Linked DNA regions of Mus musculus: regions 1 and 3 are each linked to region 2. A link is a contact called in public Hi-C and promoter capture Hi-C data. All regions are on one chromosome and are shown on one strand. The core of a region is the stretch at or near the end of the contact, and the rest is flanking DNA. Distances in the headings are between cores, read along the strand shown. Region 1 overlaps Mideas (mitotic deacetylase associated SANT domain protein). Region 2 overlaps Gm31386 (a long non-coding RNA gene). Region 3 holds the start of Acot5 (acyl-CoA thioesterase 5).

Region 1 (4,147 bases), core at 161-2,660, 240 kb after region 2:
CACTGATTACTCTTCCAGAGGTCCTGATTCTAATTCCCAGCAACCACACAGTGGCTCACAACCATCTGATGTGTCTGAATAGAGTAACAGTGTACTCACATACATGAAATTAATAAATAAATCTTTTTTTTTTAAAAAAAAAGGACAGGCCTGTGCTTTCTATCTGTCTGTCTCTGTCATGCCATCTGCTATATTATGCAGGAGCCAAGAGGGCCCTTACTAGAGGCTGAAAGTACAAAACCATTTAATCTTGGACTTTTAACATCTAAGACCATAATCTGGATAAACGTCTTTAAAAAAAAAAAAAAAAAAAAACACCAGCTTATTATTTTAATACAGCAACATAATATGAACTAATATACTTGAAATTTAATTTAAAGACAACCTGACTGATACACAAGGAAGTACGATGTGACCTGAAAATTAGGAAATGCCAGTGTGCTAGTGCACACCCATGATCCCGGCATAAAGGAGGCAGAGGCAGGAGGATCTCTGAGAGTTTGAGGCCAGCCCAGTCTATGGAGTTCCAGGACAGCAGGATTGCAAAGTTCCAAGAAACTTTGTTTTGAAACACAAAATAAATAGGAAAGCCTGAACACAAAGTGGTGGGACCTTTAAGTACTGACAGACAACGACTACAGGCCTAAGACCCACGGCACTCAGCAAAGTTATCCTTTATAAAGGAGACCAAAGGAGGCACTTTCCAGAAATCAAAAATCAGTAAAACTCATCATTAGCAGACTCACACCAAAGAAAAGCAAGTTCTTCAAGTAACACATAACCTATCCAAGATAGATATCCAAGAGCTGGACATATGAAACAGGAAATCAGCAAGAAATGGCACGAGTAAATGGGTAGATCCAAGTACACCCGTGTTCTGTTGAGGACAAATATACGAAAATTAAAATACCTGCCAATAATTCTTCAAGCTAGGGATTGGCAGGAAATGGAGTTAAAACCTTCTAGGAACTCTGTTCTGTCCAGGAAGTGGTGAAAGTCCTTACATTATATTTCAGTAAGTCAAAGCTACATACTGTTTAAGTCTCTAGGGGTCTCCTCAAGCAGGGAATTAAACTCTATGCCATAAGCAGTCACTGTGTATACCACAGGAGCTTCTCTTCTAGACATCTAAAGGGTGTTAGCCATGTGATATCCCTCAGGGAACTGAGAAAACTGCAGAAATCCAGGTAAAGTAACCACCAACAGAGAAATAAGTCTATAACTAATGCATTGTATATAACTAACTAATACGTTGTATATAACTAACTAATACATTGTATATAACTAACTAATACATTGTTGCCGGGAGTGACAACCCCAGTCAACTGAAAGCACAAGACACACAGACATACACACACACACACACACACACATACTCGGCAGTACAAACAAGACAGGATGACATCAGCAGAACCTAACAGCAGGTGACAGAGCTCGACCTAGGTGTATCAGGAACTACATGAAGCTGTGCTTTCGTGCTTCCATCTGGGAGGCTACAAAGGCAGGACTCCCAGGCAGACAGCCCAGTGAGGGGCTGCTCCCAAGGGCTGGAGATGGAATGAGGACTGCGAAACCCAAGTTCAGTAAAAACTGGAGATACGAATTCAGTAGCCTATTGGGCAACACCACGGCTTTCATTGCTCCATTAATTTATTTCTCTTAGAATACTGCTAAGTGACCAGATCTTAAATGTTCACACACACACACACACACACACACACACACACACAAATAAGGATAAGAGATAATGACTATGCTAACTACCTTGGTTTAGCAGTTCTACTACATATATCCATACATGTATATATAAAAAACATTGTAGAACATGCATTTAACTAGTTTAATTAGTTAAAAAAAAGAACTGTACGTGGGACAGACAAGGTTACCGGAGCAGGAAATAGCAAAGCGAGATTATTTACTACTTGAAATCGTTCCGAAAGGATACAGAGAAGATGTAGCGGAAGGACAGAAAGACACGTGCTGCTCACAGAACAGATACTACTGATGAAAAGAAACTTCTCTCAGCAAGTCTCACGCTGGGCCAAACGTGCACACCCCTAAAGCATCAAAAAGCAGGGACAGAGTACAGGAAACACCACCGCTTGGCTCAGAACTGAACACACAGGCAAACACTTCTGCACCCCAGAAGCTAGCTCAGGACCTTCCCCAGGAGCCATTATCACCTCCTGACTGGCAACCACAACAGATCCACAAGCTAGACTCTCCTGATGACCACCACCTCAAGTATAAAACTACCTCAGACCCTCTGTGTATTTCTGTACAAGTTTGATTTGGAAAATAAAAAAACAGTATCTCCCTGATATGTGGGAAGATGGCTCAGTGGTTAAGAGCACTGGCTGCTCTTTCAGAGGACGGGGACCCCATTCTCAGCACCCACATGGTGGCTTATACTCTCCATAACCGCAATTCCAAGGGCACCCACCACATGTGTGTGGGAAAGAGTCACAGAATATAAAACTATTTTTAAAATTTTTACCGGGCTGGACATAGTGACACATATTCTTAATCCCAGCACTCAGAAGGTAGAGGCGGATCTCTGTGAGTTCAAGGCCAGCTTGGTCTACACAGTAAGTTCCAGGACAGCCAGAACTACACAGAGACCTTGTCTCAGGAAAACAAAACAAAACAAAACATGAACGAAGGAAAATAGCATCCTCTCATACCTGAGCTGCAGCATCTGTCCCGGGAACTCGGGTGGACCGCCTGCGGGTCACGATGACTGACGGCTTGTGCTCGGTGGGGTACTGCTCAAGACCAGTCCCATCCTCGTCAGCACCTCCGACTTGGGCCACCTCAGTTGGACCCACAGTCCTCACGGGAACAGACACAGGAATGATGAGGGGTACCATCCCACTCTCCTCCCGAGCTCTCTTGGCGGCTAAGGCAGGCTCGGAAAACTCCACGCCACACCTGGAAGTTGTGGCCAACACGCTTTTCCGCTTCTCCTCAGAGCCATTGGCATCCTGGGTAAGAGGGAGATTGGGGAGAGGGGGTGGCAGTGAGGTTCAGGAGTTGAGCCCCTGTTTGCTGACCTAGGAATCCCATTCAGGCCAGCAACTCAACCACTTACTGGTTGGTCTTTGACAGCCTGGCACTTCCTAGGCCATCCCTCTTCCTATACCTTTCAAATCTTCTCCACCCCCTCCCTTCTGCCTGGCTGTGCCACCCTGGCCTGAAGCAGCAGATTCCAGGTGGTCATCAGTCCACAGGTGGCTTGCAGATGTTGCATCTAGCCTATGGGGTGCGGCATGTAACCAAGCATCTCGCTGTGGCAAGATGAAGGAGTGGGGGTGGGGAGCGGTTTGCAGCTATTTTCTCACAGGTATCTGGCTGGAGCAAAGACTCAAAATTATGTAGCCTCCTGTGTGTCAGCCAGGGCCTAAAGGTGACAGTGGTTGCAGATTCTAAGGATGCAGAGAGTTAATGCTGATCAAATGGGAGGTGTTTATCCTAAGTGGCTCAGCTCCTTACAGAAACCTGGGGCAGGTGACATTCATACCTTTGCTATTGCGTATGATCAGTTACTTTTGAGCAAGTATAAAATAAAATTTAAAACCCAGGGTTAACACAAGTGCTCAAAGTCTGATTGGTCTTCCTTCCCTTCTGACTTAAAAAAAAAAAAAAAAAAAAGAACTTTATTGCAACATGACTTCCTCATCTAGATTATAGCTAATGCATTTTGACAAGCATCATGTGCAACTACCAGTACACTCTTGCCTCTTAGAATGCTGGCTCTCAGCACCCCCTTCTCCGAGTCCTCAAGTTCCAAGGGAAGAAGCCAACAAGGACTTTCCTACCCACCAACCACCGTGCTTGGCAACCTCAGCGTCCCTGCGGGTACAGGTGCCTCATGCAGGGGTACTCTGAATAAAGAGCTTCCATTTCCTTTAAATAACTGAATAAAACCTGACCTATACGCATCACCCCACTACCGCAGCAGATGCCGCCCATTCTCACCTGCATAGAGGCCAGCTCCACTGCCTTCTGGGCCAGGGTCAGCAAATTAGCCTCCTGGGACACCCTGCGTCTCCGTTTTGTGCTCTGGATCACCCCACTTCGTATCATCTGTCCACAGTCCCCGAGGCCCCCTGCTCTCATGACCTCCTCATTACCCATGGCGGGAGGC
Region 2 (3,873 bases), core at 1,141-3,640:
TATATAATGTAATGTATAATATAACAAATATATAACTATTATTACTATTAATCTTATTACTGAGTGTATATAATGATTGGTTTTCTCTCCTGGCTACTAGAAGGAAACCTTTTATGAGAATAAATAAGATATATCATCTAATCTTGACACATCTTAACTACTTAATAGCCATTAGTTATTATTAACATTATTAATGTGTGATACCTAGTTGTCTCTTCAATCTGTTGGAAGGGAATACTGTCAAGTGGTGACTTCTACAAGATGATCCAACTTCCATATGTTGTGTTCCCTTTTTCAGTGAGTGGCCTACACTTGCCAGAGCGAAATGCTAGGTTTAGGCGTCATAAAATATGTCCAACAAAAGTATAGCCTAGTCTAATTTCCTATATTCCTTCTATTGAGGAGAGTATGATCAAAACCTGCAAGACAGGCTAATCATGAGAGCTCCTTTAATTCAAAGAAACATGTGCGTCTGGCTCCATCCAGGTTCTGTTGAAGGAGGAGTGTGACCGGAAGAATACGCAATGTCTTAGAGGTGTGATCTTTGCCCTCCCAAAAGAAGCTGGTCATTGTGTATTATGTAGAGTCAGTCATCAGCTGAGGATCAGAAAGAGGAAGGTTCATGTCTCAGCAGACACGATAAGGGTACTTCCACACCTGAGCCAAGAGATGAGACCGGATAGCTCATAGTGACTTTACATTTAGAAGATTGTAAGAAGAGAGTCCAGTTTGCAGCGTGATCACTAGGCAGTCAGAGCGATCCATCAGGGCTGGGTTGAGGCTGGCTTCCTTTTGAGGGAGGAAGATATTGGGGCTTGGCCTCTAGCCAGAGAAAGGAGGAACTATAATCAAGGAAACTCCATTATTTTGGCTTTGAGTCATTTCTCAAGGCTCACCCATGACTATTATACAAGAAGTCTTTGGGAGGAGGATAAAATTCCTGAAGTATAAATGGTTTTTAAACTAAGACTTCTGTTCCAGCCTCAGCCTGGTCTACTTAGCAAAAACTGCCTCAAAAATAAACCCAGCAGTACCAGTGATGGCTCAGCCTGTGAGAATGTCACCATACTAGCCTGGGTCCGACTTCAGATCTTACTTAAGGTTGGAAGGACAGATCTGGCTCCTGAACCTTGTTCTCTGACTTTCACATACATGATGATGGCATGTGCTTGCACAACACAAGCATAAATTAAGAAGAAGAAAAAAAACAAAACACCTAGATCAGTGGTTCTTAACCTTCCTCATGCCCTTTAATATAATTCCTTACATTGTGGTGACCCCAACCATAAGATTATTTTGTTGCTACTTCATTACTATAATTTTGCTACTGTTAGGAATCATAAATATCTGGTATGCAGGATATCTGATCTAGAAACCCTGTAGGGGCTGTGACCCAAGGCTGAGAACTTCTGCTGTAGACAGACAAAAGTCCAAGTCTTTGCAATTCATCCTAACTCCTTTCTTCCTGCCAGGATAGCTATTCAAACCTTCTCCCCTTTCCCCTTCCCTCCCCCTTCCCTCTTCATCCCCCTCCCCCTCATCCCCCTCCCACCTTTCCTCCTCTATCATCTACATTTCCCGTGTTAATTCTACTGTGTTATACTATCCACACAAGTAAGCACTTTATATTGGAGCTGGCTCCACATCCAGAGTCATCTCTAGCAACATCTGCTAAGTGTTGTACCTTAAAGCTCAATAAATACTCCCAGATAATGCTATTTTATACCTTTGCCTCAAAATCAAGGCACCTGTGGGGCTAGGAATAGAGCTGGGTCAATAGCTGGCCCACCTAGCATGCACAAAGCTCTGTGTAAACTAGGTGTGGCGGTGCTCTCCTGCAATCTCAGCATTCTGGAGGCTGAAGGGAGAGGATCAGAAGTTCAAGTTCATCTTTATCTGCATATCAAGTTCAAGGCCAGTCTGCTTTTTGTTGAGACCTTGTTTTTGTTTGTTTGTGGGGGGAATCTTTGTTTTTTTAAAGCACACAGGTTTTTCTGAACACCTCTAACCCTGGCTGCTTCTCCCCTTGACACATTCCTAAACATTACTACATTTGTACACAGAGTCAAAGCAGAAGTTGCTGGGAATGGACCTGAAGCTTAAAGGGAAGGTATGTACCAATGTCAAGTTCCTCTTTCCAAAGACTCTTATCTTCCTTTCTAAGTTTCCTCTGTTTGAGACAGAAGAGATTAGTGAGTTTCAATACCTCTTAATATTTTGAGAAGACCTCTGTCTGTCCCTTCAGACTGGCCAATTTTAGAAGGGGAAGAAGACTGACTCCACATGGGGATGCTGAGTTTATTTTTTCAGCTTTTTCCTACCCTCAGTGAGAGCAGCCACGGCTTGCTTTCACCCTCAGGAAGTGTACTCAGTGGTAGGCTTTCTTTCTTTTCCTGTTAGTTTCCTGTGAAAGAACATCATTGTCTTTTATCAGCAAGAGATAAAAAGGATGTTGTCACTCAAATGGAGACGCACAAATCTATTTCCCATCCCCAGACACAGACCATGCCAATAGCTTAGAGAATTGGTTCAGATTTTAGAAATAACAGCAGAGGCTTGCTTTTCTTTCTTCTCTGTGTAAGGTTATATGAGCATGAGGTGTGTGTGCATGTGCACATGTGTGCATGTGCACATGTGTATGGAGCCCAGAGGTTGACGGTGGGTATCTCACCATCCTTTATTATTCTTTAGCATTTCTTAGAAGTATTTTGTCCCACATAAAAACAGAGACACTGAAATTAATAGAGGAGAAAGTGGGGAAAAGCCTCGAAGATATGGGCACAGGAGAAAAAATCCTAAACAGAACAGCAATGGCTTGTGCTGTAAGATCAAGAATTGACAAATGGGACCTCATAAAATTGCAAAGCTTCTGTAAGGCAAAAGACACTGTCAATAAGACAAAAAGGCCACCAACAGATTGGGAAAGGATTTTTACCAATCCTAAGTCTGATAAGGGACTAATATTCAATATATACAAAGAGCTCAAGAAGCTGGACTCCAGAAATTCAAATAACCCCATTAAAAATGGGGTTCAGAGCTAAACAAAGAATTCTCACCTGAGGAATACTGAATGGCTGAGAAGCACCTGAAAAAAATGTTCAACATCCTTAATCATCAGGGAAATGCAAATCAAAACAACCTTAAGATTCCAACTCACACCAGTCAGAATGGCTAAGATCAAAAATTCAGGTGACAGCAGATGCTGGCGAGGATGTGGAGAAAGAGGAACACTCCTCCATTGCTGGTGGGATTGCAAGCTTGTACAACCATTCTGGAAGTCAGTCTGGAGGTTCCTCAGAAAATTGGACATAATACTACCGGAAGATCCAGCAATACCTCTCCTGGACATATACCCAGAAGAAGTTCCAACTGGTAATAAGAACACATGCTCTACTATGTTCATAGCAGCCTTATTTATAATAGTCAGAAGCTGGAAAGAACCCAGATATCCCTCAACAGAAGAATGGATACAGAAAATGTGGTACATTTACACAATGGAGTACTACTCAGCTATTAAAAACAATGAATTTATGAAATTCTTGGACAAATAGATGTATCTGGAGGATATCATCTTTAGTGAGGTAACCCAATCACAAAAGAAGTCATTAGATATGCACTCACTGATAAGTGGATATTAGCCCAGAAACATAGAACTTCCAAGATACAACTTGCAAAACACAAGAAAGTCAAGAAGAGGGAAGACCAATAGGTGGATACTTCATTCCTCCTTATAATAGGGAACAAAATACCCATGAAAGGAGTTACAGAGACAAAGTTTGGAGCTAAGACAAAAGGATAGACTATCCAGAGACTACCCCACCCCTGGGATCCATCCCATAATCAGCCACCAAATCCAGACACTATTGCACATGC
Region 3 (3,664 bases), core at 575-3,074, 140 kb after region 2:
GAGATTCCGCAGTCCCACCGGACAGGGGTGGAGTGGGGGGGTTCAATTTCTTCCCCATTCATGTTTATGCCTCTTTCTCTCTACCAGTGAGTTGTATAATTGGAAGACACAAACCCCTCCATTTTTGCAGAAGCCACAGGCCCTTATTAACCTGTTAAACACCATTTTAAGGGAAGAGGGTATTGGGAGCTTATTTCCACCAGACATTATTGGGAGAATTTGTTACAAGTTTTCTATGTGCTTTTTTTTCCCTCACATGTGCTCCAGGAACGACCACTCTGAGACTTAAGTACATTTTCAAATGCTTAGGTCAAAGCTTTGCCTGTTCCCGGACCGGCTCATAACTTAATATTTATTTATTACATTTATTTATTCTTACATTTATTCTAAGCTAAGTCCTGCCACAGGGCTGGTTACCTCTGCACAGCTTTCATCAGCATTCCTGGGGCAAATCCCTCTTCCCACGCCTGTCTCTCCCTCAGAATCCTCTCTCTACCCTAGAACTTCCATCTCCCTATTTCCTGCCTAAGCTAATAGGCCAACAGCATGTTTATTGATGGGCCATTTCTCCATACAGTACAAGAGTCTCTCTCTACAAGGCAGCAACCAGGAGACCTATCTGCCAGTTAACTAAAGGTGACTCAGGTCAGTCACTCAAGGACCCCATGAATCACCTGCTGGTGTACTGTAAAGTCTCTGTGAGACACATCAGGTATTACCTGAAGTGGAAATTTATGGGTTCTTTGGAAAGTCAGTTGTGTCAGATGGTGTTTTGCTAGGGCAAACACATGAAGGGATATTTCACTGACACAGGAGAAAGGACTTTCTGCTTAAGCAAGCACATGAAAGGACACGTGATGAAGGATTCTTTGCTAATGACATGCATGTGTTGGTTCGTCTTATATCGTGTAGCTGAGCTCCATTTGCCATGACTCCAGAGAGAGAAACACACCAAAAACCTTCTGGAGGGGTTATGGCAGCTCCTTGCTGCTTCCTCGACTAGGGCTGATTGGCAGAGTGATGCCAGACTCACGTGCTGAGGCAAGGCCCCTGGAGGACACGTGATGTTTGAAGGGAGTATTAAAAGGACCCAATGGGCAGTGACAAGGGTCGAGCTTGCATAGCTAGCTCTGCAAGGCTTCTTTGTTAATCTTCGCTTCATTAAGAGAGGCAAGTAGAGAACTTTTCCTGGCATCCATGCTGGTCCTGATCCCTCCCGCTGACTCCTGTAGATTTGGAGGAGACCTGGCTGTCTCTGCTAGGTTGTGCCACTGCTGCTGACTCCTGTTTGCTATCCCAACACTACTGAACTGGACTGCTCGGTCTATCTGGGAACTATCTATGAGTGGATTGAGCTGCCTCTGCTGAAATCTGTAAACCGAAGGGCTGACTAATTACAACACAGATGGGAATTGCTCCAAAGAACAATTTCTAAATAGGTTCACTTCCCCCATATCCTAATAACCTTCCTTTTCCACTGATTGGTCCATAAAATTGTCCCTATAATTTTTTTTTTTCCAGATCAGGTCACTGCCCTTGGAGACTCAGGTTATTGCCTTCCTGAGCTCTAGCTCCGCTTGAGTCATGATTTCACCTGGGTGACCTGACTCCTCATGCATTCCGGATCTCGCTTCCTTTCCAGATTGCATGAGTAAGTGACAACCCAAGAAAGAAATGCTCAAAGCCAAGTTTCTCAGGGTTACAAGATCAGAGTAAAACTATTGGTCGGGGACAGTGATCCTTGCAACTCAGTCCTTGTCCCTGTATTTCAACATCACCTAGGAAAACGTAATTACTACTATTGCTTAGCTCCTCGGCATAAAGGTCACTGCATCCCTTAAATTTTGGAGAGTTTCGCACCTCGATTGCCAACGCAGACAAGTAGGATAAGGGTTCATGGTCACAGCCTCCAGAAGTCGAGAGACACTATTCACCCGACAGTATCCTGATTTTTCACTTTGTCAGGATGGTGCCAACAGTAAGCCTGGAGCCCACGGGCCACAGCTGCTGGGACGAACCGCTGAGCATCGCTGTGCGCGGCTTGGCCCCGGAGCAGCCCGTCACACTGCGCACTGCCCTGCGCGACGAGAAGGGCGCGCTCTTCCGAGCCCACGCGCGCTACCGCGCGGACTCCCACGGCGAGCTGGACCTGGCGCGCACGCCCGCGCTGGGCGGCAGCTTCTCGGGGCTCGAGCCCATGGGGCTGCTCTGGGCCATGGAGCCCGATCGGCCTTTCTGGCGCCTGATCAAGCGCGACGTGCAGACGCCCTTCGTGGTGGAGCTGGAGGTGCTGGACGGACACGAGCCCGACGGCGGGCGGCTGCTGGCGCGGGCGGTGCACGAGCGTCACTTCATGGCTCCCGGGGTGCGGCGCGTGCCCGTGCGCGAGGGCCGGGTGCGCGCCACGCTCTTTCTGCCCCCAGGTGAGCAGCCTTCCCTCCTGTGCTTGTAGCCTGGGATGCTTCAGGGGTGCAGCGCAAGGTCCCCTTCTTTCCTGTCTCCCATACTTTTCAAGGGGCTCCCTGGAAAAGCATTTAGGACTTGGGTTTGTGGCTAGGTGAGTCTTGTCCTGAACGGGAGATCACCGCAGGAGCAGCATCTGACTTTGCTTAGGAAAGTAGAGCATCAGCGCTCCCCCAAGCCCAGAGAACTAGAAACCTGAACTGTGCTAAGACCCATGGGTGGCTGTGCACAGGTTCACATTTGGCATGTGTTGTTCAGGCAACGTGAGCCAGCCCAAGCACCGGGGAACTTTCTAACTTGCAGGACTTTACTGCCACTCAGAGAGTCCAGAATCTGAAAGTGTGGCTGCAGAGTGCCAGGGAGTTTTGTTTCTTAGCTGATTCCTAGGTAACTTTTTCCCAGGGCCAAGTCCACAGTTTTGAGAGGGACTCACAAAGAGCTGTTGTAGGGAATTTGGCCAGTGACATTCGTGACCCTTTGACTGTTGAAAGGCTGATGAAAAGCAGTTTGAAGATCATCCTAGGATACAAGGACGCTCTGTTTCCTAAACATCAGTTAACGCTTAGTGCTGCAAGTTTCCATGGCTCCAATGTTGCTGCAGAAGATGGAAGGGAGGTAGATGGTTCTCTGGCAAACGGCCTTAAAATAGGATAGCTACATATTTATGTGGTAACACGGAAAATTCCACCAGTGGGAAAGGGCCTTCTAAGAGATATCCATGATTTTCAGATTGGTGAGGACTTCTTGATTGTGGTCACCTGGAATGTTGCAGAACCAAAGCCAGATGATCTGGGACTATCCTTAGCCTCTAAAATAGCCACTTATTGCCCACCTGACAACCTTTTAACCATTATGTAAATCTTTGGGGATCGTATAGACCTATAACTTTCATCAATTCAGAGGTTATGTATGTCTGCCCAAATAACACACCTTCTTGATGTTTCCAAACGTGCTTTAAAAGAACTTTGATTTAGGGTGTATTTGAGTGTATATGCCCGAGGCAGCCAGAAAAGAATACTGGATTCCTTGGAGCTAGTGTTACAGGCAATTGTGAGCCCAACATGGGTGCTGGGAAATGAGCTTGGGTCCCTGGAAGGGCAACAAGAGTTGTTAAGTACTTAGCCTTCTAACCTGCCCAGTTTGTGACTGGGGAGAGGAGAAAGTGGGGAGAGTTTTTGTTATGCTTTGATTACTATTTTTA

Evidence for each region. Promoter capture Hi-C pulls out the DNA fragments that hold promoters and counts their contacts. Hi-C and Micro-C count contacts between places; a contact is called where the count stands out from the background.
Region 1: a contact with region 2 is called in a Hi-C map of CD4 T cells, with 1.7 times the contacts expected there. The contact joins two enhancer-like sites. A contact is called at or near these places in 1 of 484 Hi-C or Micro-C datasets (CD4 T cells), 2 of 115 datasets of contacts at active chromatin or transcription factors (effector CD8 T cells and trophoblast stem cells) and 1 of 9 other capture datasets (adipose tissue).
Region 3: a contact with region 2 is called in a promoter capture Hi-C map of hematopoietic stem and progenitor cells, with 2.9 times the contacts expected there. The contact joins the promoter of Acot5 here to the enhancer-like site in region 2. A contact is called at or near these places in 11 of 39 promoter capture datasets (the 3T3-L1 cell line, 3T3-L1-derived adipocytes, cranial neural crest and 6 more), 5 of 484 Hi-C or Micro-C datasets (all in embryonic stem cells), 11 of 115 datasets of contacts at active chromatin or transcription factors (embryonic stem cells, intestinal villus epithelium and stem cell-derived neural progenitor cells) and 4 of 9 other capture datasets (adipose tissue, embryonic stem cells, liver and 1 more).

The regions. Positions count from the first base shown.
Region 1 is chr12:84,168,776-84,172,922 of GRCm38.p6, forward strand. Mideas (mitotic deacetylase associated SANT domain protein) reads right to left here. Exons shown (of 13, transcript NM_001163501.1): 2 at 3,979-4,147; 3 at 2,685-2,984. Gm40475 (a long non-coding RNA gene) reads left to right here. Exons shown (of 2, transcript XR_872872.3): 2 at 1-334. Among named protein-coding and RNA genes, the nearest start is that of Gm40475, 7.8 kb to the left of the region's middle. Within about 2 kb of position 1,411, at least 10 of the 459 cell types and tissues checked have an H3K27ac peak or open chromatin away from gene starts, as enhancers often do.
Region 2 is chr12:83,927,226-83,931,098 of GRCm38.p6, forward strand. Gm31386 (a long non-coding RNA gene) reads left to right here. Exons shown (of 3, transcript XR_381772.3): 2 at 2,064-2,110. Among named protein-coding and RNA genes, the nearest start is that of Gm31386, 7.3 kb to the left of the region's middle. Within about 2 kb of position 2,391, at least 87 of the 459 cell types and tissues checked have an H3K27ac peak or open chromatin away from gene starts, as enhancers often do. A contact at or near this core is called in adipose tissue and hematopoietic stem and progenitor cells, where this site is marked.
Region 3 is chr12:84,067,501-84,071,164 of GRCm38.p6, forward strand. It overlaps Acot5 (acyl-CoA thioesterase 5), which reads left to right and starts at 1,825. Exons shown (of 3, transcript NM_145444.3): 1 at 1,825-2,423. The coding sequence starts at 1,967.